2 separate regions of the Macaca mulatta genome follow, and region 2 is linked to region 1. A link is a contact called in public Hi-C data. All regions are on one chromosome and are shown on one strand. The core of a region is the stretch at or near the end of the contact, and the rest is flanking DNA. Distances in the headings are between cores, read along the strand shown. Region 1 has its middle 94 kb from the start of SYNPR. Region 2 holds the start of C2H3orf49 (chromosome 2 C3orf49 homolog).

Evidence for each region. Hi-C and Micro-C count contacts between places; a contact is called where the count stands out from the background.
Region 2: a Hi-C map of fetal cortex germinal zone shows a contact between it and region 1, with 5 times the contacts expected there. The contact joins the promoter of C2H3orf49 here to the enhancer-like site in region 1. A contact is called at or near these places in 6 of 14 Hi-C or Micro-C datasets (blood, cortical neurons, fetal cortex germinal zone and 3 more).

Annotation. Positions count from the first base shown.
Region 1 is chr2:126,920,147-126,923,112 of T2T-MMU8v2.0, forward strand. It overlaps a transcript of SYNPR not described here. Among named protein-coding and RNA genes, the nearest start is that of SYNPR, 94 kb to the right of the region's middle. Within about 2 kb of position 1,600, at least 12 of the 40 cell types and tissues checked have an H3K27ac peak or open chromatin away from gene starts, as enhancers often do. A contact at or near this core is called in cortical neurons, fetal cortex germinal zone and fetal cortical plate, where this site is marked.
Region 2 is chr2:127,375,064-127,377,763 of T2T-MMU8v2.0, forward strand. C2H3orf49 (chromosome 2 C3orf49 homolog) reads left to right here and starts at 1,333. Exons shown (of 7, transcript XM_077994226.1): 1 at 1,333-1,630. The coding sequence starts at 1,506.

The DNA.
Region 1 (2,966 bases), core at 350-2,849:
GATATGCTCATATGATTTTCTTTCTGTAGTCTGTTGATATGATGGGTTATACTGATTGCATTTTGAATGTTGAATCCCATTTTCATACTAGAATACATCCTACTTGGTCATGGTGTGTAATTATTTTCTTACATCATCGGATTTACTTTGCTAATATTTTGTTGATGATTTTATGTCTTAGTTCATGAGAGATATTGGTCTTTAATTTTTGTTCTTGTAGTGGATTTCATCAGGGTAATGCTGGCCTCATAAAATAAGTTGGAAAGTGTTCCCTCCTCTTCTATTTTCTGGAAGAGATTATGTAAAATTGATGTTAATTATTTTTTAAATGTTTGGTAGAATTTCTGATGAAACCATCTGGGATTGGAGATTTCTTTATTAAGAGCTCTTTAATTATAAATTCAATTTCTTTAATGGTTATAAGGCTATCAAGATTGTCTATTTCATGTTGATTGATTTTGGGTAGTTTGTTGTTTTAAATGAATTGATCCACTTCTTCTAAGTTGTAGAATTTATGAGTTGAAAGTTATTTCTAGTATTCCCTTATTCTTTTGTATGTGTTTTTAAGTAATAAATTATGTTGATAAAATAAAAATGGGTATGATCAGAAGAGGCCTGCCAGAGGAGGTAATGTGTGAGCTAAGGCCTGAAGGGATCAATCATGGAAAACATTAGAGAGAGAGCTTTTCAGGCACAGGGAGAAGTTAGTACAAAGGCCCAGAGAAGGGGACAAGTTTGGCATATTTGATGATGAAGAAAAACTAGCTGGAGTGGAAAGAACAACAAGGAGATTGGTGGGTGTTGAATCTGGAGAGGAGGACAGAGGCCACGGGATGCAGTAGCTTTGGATCATAGGAAGGCACTTAGATACTGTAGGTGTGCTGCAACAGCCTTTCTTGGTTTTAAGCAGGAAAAATCATACACAGATTTATATTTATAAAAGATCACTGTGACTGCTGTATGGACAATGGATTCTAGGAGAGTCAAGGATCATATTATGAAGATAACATTATGAAGACATGAAGTTTTTGCATTGTTCTCTGTAAGACAGTGGTGGTGTGCATCCCAGGGGCATGGCACTGGTGGAGAGAAGGAGGCAGAGTCAGGATGGGGTTTGGAGGTCCTGCCTCTATCCATGTTTGCCCTGCTGGACTGAACTCCTGTTTAAGACTAAGTACAACCCTCCTTTTTTTGTTGAGCTTCCAACACAGCTACTTCTTTTTCAGACCGTCTAAGTCCATGAAGTTTAAACAACATTCAGACTATCAAAAACCATCTCTGCTCTGTTGTGGCTTTTCTTCGACAGTATAAATTGCCCTAGAAGTTGTTTTCTGCCAGCTCATGATTCCCTGACTAACTTTAAAGGGTTTCTTGAGAAGGCTTTGGCCATTTGTTTTGTCAGAGGTTTGGGCGATTGTTCAAAGTGCTGAGAGATAACAAGGGTACAGTTTAATGTGCTACAGATGTCTGGGACGGTGACTCAGGCTCCTGGCAGAAATCCAAGGCAGGAAACCTGCTGTTGCAATTCGTATTCTCTGTGTCTATGCCGGAAACGGCTTGAGCTGTAATTGCAGAGTTTATAGTGATGTAAATGCAGCCAAACCCCCAGTGAAGCCTCACAGATGTACATCATTAGGAGAGCTCTCAGCCTCGCTCATATGCTGTTCAGAGGCGATTCATTTGCAATCAGTTTCAAAGACTGTGGATGGGAAGAATGTTCTTTCATATTGTCTAGCTCAGTTTAAAATCTGCCCTCCCGACATTTTGATAAAAGGTAATAACCGAACCTCTGTGTTCAGCAGAATGTGCTTATAATAATAAGCCTGGCATTAAAAAAAGAAGACCCAAAGTATCAATAGCCCTTTACAAACAGAATACACAGTTTTTCATTTTACCCAATTGTCTGCTGCACTTCTCTCCTACCTACCTTATGATTAGGAAGGAGGCAGCCCTGGAGCTCCCAAGTCAGAAAGCTCTGGATACAAATTTCAGAAATGCTGCTTTTATTCTTTATTAATATAAAGGTCCAGGAACAAAGAGGTTTTCTATTTATAAACTTTTACAAATAGAGGAGAAATTGTAAAGTGTCTACTTATAATATTTAATTAAATTCAATTTCTTATTTAATGTATTAAGATCCCAGTGAGAAACAGGTGCATATTAAAAAAAGATTTTTTTTTCTTTTCTTTTTTTTTTTTTTTTTTTTTACAAATTAATAAGAGTAGCTTGGGTATAAGGGAACAACAACAAGAGGTAGTGGAAGAACCTGGATTTGTGTAATTGCCTGGTGGGTTGTTTTTGCCCACTTCACAGAGAGTCGATTCACTGAGACAGCAGTATTGTGGTGAAGAGAGTTTACTAAATACAGAACCGGCCAAATGGAAAGAAGGGAGTTTATTGCACAAATCAGCCACCCCACAAAGCTCTGAGGCTAGGGCTTCTCAAGGATGGTTTGGTGGGCAGGGGGCTAGTGAATGGGGAATGGTGATTGGTTGGGCTGCGCATGAAATGATAGGGGATCAAATTCTTGAGCTAAGTCCCTGCCTAGGTAGGGGCCACCAGACCAGATAAGCCAGTTTCTTGGTATGTGTAATGGGTCTGGGTGGAGTCAGTTGGGTTTCCAGAATGCAAAAGTCTGAAAAGTATCTCAAATACTAGTCTTAGGTCTTAGAATGCAATGTCATTGAAAGGGGCAATTAGGCAAGTTACAAATCTTGTGACACCCCTGTGTAACTCTTGAGCAGTAAACAATGACTTGTTATCATTTAACTATGCCTAGGTTTTAGCAGAATTCATGCTCCTCCCATAATTTTAATCTCGTGACCTTTCATTAGTTTTACAAATGTGGTTTTAGTCTCAGAACAAGGAGAGGGTAGTTTTGGGAAGGGGCTAGTATCACCCTTGCTTTGAGATTAAATCATAAATAGCATTCCTTCCATAGTTAGCTTGACCTATGGCCAGGAAGG
Region 2 (2,700 bases), core at 83-2,582, 450 kb after region 1:
TCTGAGGATGCCAACAGATGAGGAAAAACAGACCAGGGAGGAGCACATATCCATTTGGCCAAGGCATATTAGACACACTGTACTTCAGCGCTTCTCAAATAAGGGGCAGAGGAACATCTGCACCCACTCTCCTAAAATATGGATTCCTGGGTCTCATTCTCTGCTGCAGCAGAATTTCTATTTCACTTGAATTTTGCTGTAAAACTATGACTTGGGCACTATGATTAGTCCCACTTTAGGGATGAGAAAACAAGTATGGATAGGTTAAAATGAATTGACCAAGGTCACATAGCTAAGCTAGAAATGAGAACTCAGGCATAATTCCCAAATCCACTCTCTTAGCCCCTCAACATTATACACTTCATTCTAGAGCATTTTAAAGCTCTTTGCCCCAGTACTGAAACATAGAAGACCCTCACTACTCCAAGTGCCGTCCAGCATCATCAGCATCACCTGGGGGTTTGTTAGGAGTGCAAATTCTTGGATCCCACCCCAGATGTACTGTATCGAAATCTGCATCTTAAAAAGACCTCCAGGAAATTTGTGCGCACTTGAAGGCTTGAGAAGTGTGCTCCAGATTATTGATTAATGCAAACACAGAAAGCAGAGTAATTGTTGTAACTCCCAGAACCTTTCTAGAGGAGTTTTTCTTGTTAAGCATCTGGTTATTTGACTGAACAACTCAAAGCGCGAGAGAGTGACAGGACTAAATCCTAGTGTCTGCTGCCACCTTGTGGTGAGAAATTCCATCCCAGGCAGAATTTGCTCTTCACCACGAAATAAACGGGGCAATGTTGGAAGGGAGGGGTGGTTCAAGATCTTCAATTCAGCAATGTACTTTGAGAGACCACTACAAAATTCCAAGATGTAATGAAAACCACCCTTGGGGTACATTTTGAGATGTAATGAAAACCACCCTTGGGGTACATTTTGAGATGTCCAAACAACAACTGGCCTTGTCACATGTGTCCCACAGGACACAGAGAACATTCACCAGCTGTAGCTGAGAGATCTAACAGAAGCTCAACTTGTGTTAATCAACAGCTCATTCGTATTCCTATAGGTGCCTTCCCCTTCAGAGGTCAAATATGACTTCTGAATGTGGTGGTCAATTAGTGCATGGGTGGTTTTTTTGTTGTTGTTTTGTTTTGTTTTGTTTTTTGCGATCCAAATGCCAGTGTTGATGCAATCAGATCATCATTTCTGCATTTGCCTTGTTCAAGAATCTGTGAAGTATTCCACAAAGGTCCATGGAATTTCACACAGCTCAGTCAAATACATCATTGGTGACCTCTGTGAAGCTGTAAACAGGGCCAGTCCCACAAATAATGTCTCTGACACTTGGAAGGGAATAAGGGAAAGGCTCTAAAAATTTCCTACATATTTTATTCCAAATAGCCCACACTTTGACAGTACATTCAGTCACTAGATGATTTTGCATCGAAGTCTGTAAGTTCGAGAACTGAAACAGTCCAAAACGGCTACTACAGGTGAAGTTGACAGCAATGGCCCGACCTCAGCTGTATCTACCAGAACCCTTTAAGATTGCCTATGGAAAAGTTGGACAGTGCCGAAGATTCCAGCAACTCAAGAAGAAAAATGGCTCATTCAAAAGGAAGGGGATAGAAAGGTAGGTAACAGAGATTCATTTCCTTTTCTGTCAAATGAGAGTCTTTGGGTTTGGCATAGTGGCATGTCCTTTTAAGCATTACATTTAAAAATGAGGACTCTGGATGGATTGCTGGGGAGGGTACTGCATTGGATCAAGAAATCTAGTGCGACAATGTAAGGTTCATTTTATGATCAGAAAGGTCTTTATTGTAACAGGGAAAACATTTCCTTTACACTTGAAATTGAGTTTTAATGTGGCATAGGAGACTAAAATAAGTACTGATTCTATGTTGATATTTCAGCATCAGAATTTTAGACATCTCACATCCCATGAAAATACTGTTAGTTTGAAAAGTCATTAGTGCATTTTTCAAAATATGTCCACGATCAGTGCTTTCTTTTTCCTATCCCAGCAGTTTGGGCTGCTGAAATATGTACTAATCACATTTCACTATGGACACATTGTTTAATTTAACGTTAAAACTGCCTTAGACCTGCTATATTTTTGTCAGTGACAAAACCTTACAGACAGGTATGAAACATCCAAAATATAATATATTTTAATTTGGAAAATCAGTGTGGCGATTTATTTTCCAATTTCTTTGCGCTTCTTTCTTACCAGGTCCATGGACTATAGTTCAGACATGTAGAAGTGAGGTGTTTTAATGAGTCCTGGAAGCATCAAAGACCAAGCTTAGGAACTTCCATGGACAAAATAAAATACTGCAGAGATTTCCACTTTCAGTGAAAAGTAGGAGCTCCGGGGGAAGCAATACAACCAAATAAATTCAGTACCAACACAAAAATATTAAAAAACATAAAAAGGGGAGGGTTCTGCTCGTATCAGAAGTCGCAGCAGTTGTATTCCTAGGCTCTGGAGCTAAATAACCTTTGTTAATTACGTTTTAGATAGATTGGAGATGAGAGTGGGGAGGATGGGAATGGGAAACAACTTCTAGAGATTCTGAGACGACTTAGAACTGGGCTTTTAACATGAGCGGTCTTCGAAATTCCTGAATCTTCTGAAATTGTATTTGCGTTGTTCTGTGTCAGAGTATGTATATGTGTGTACATGTTTATAGTAGTAGA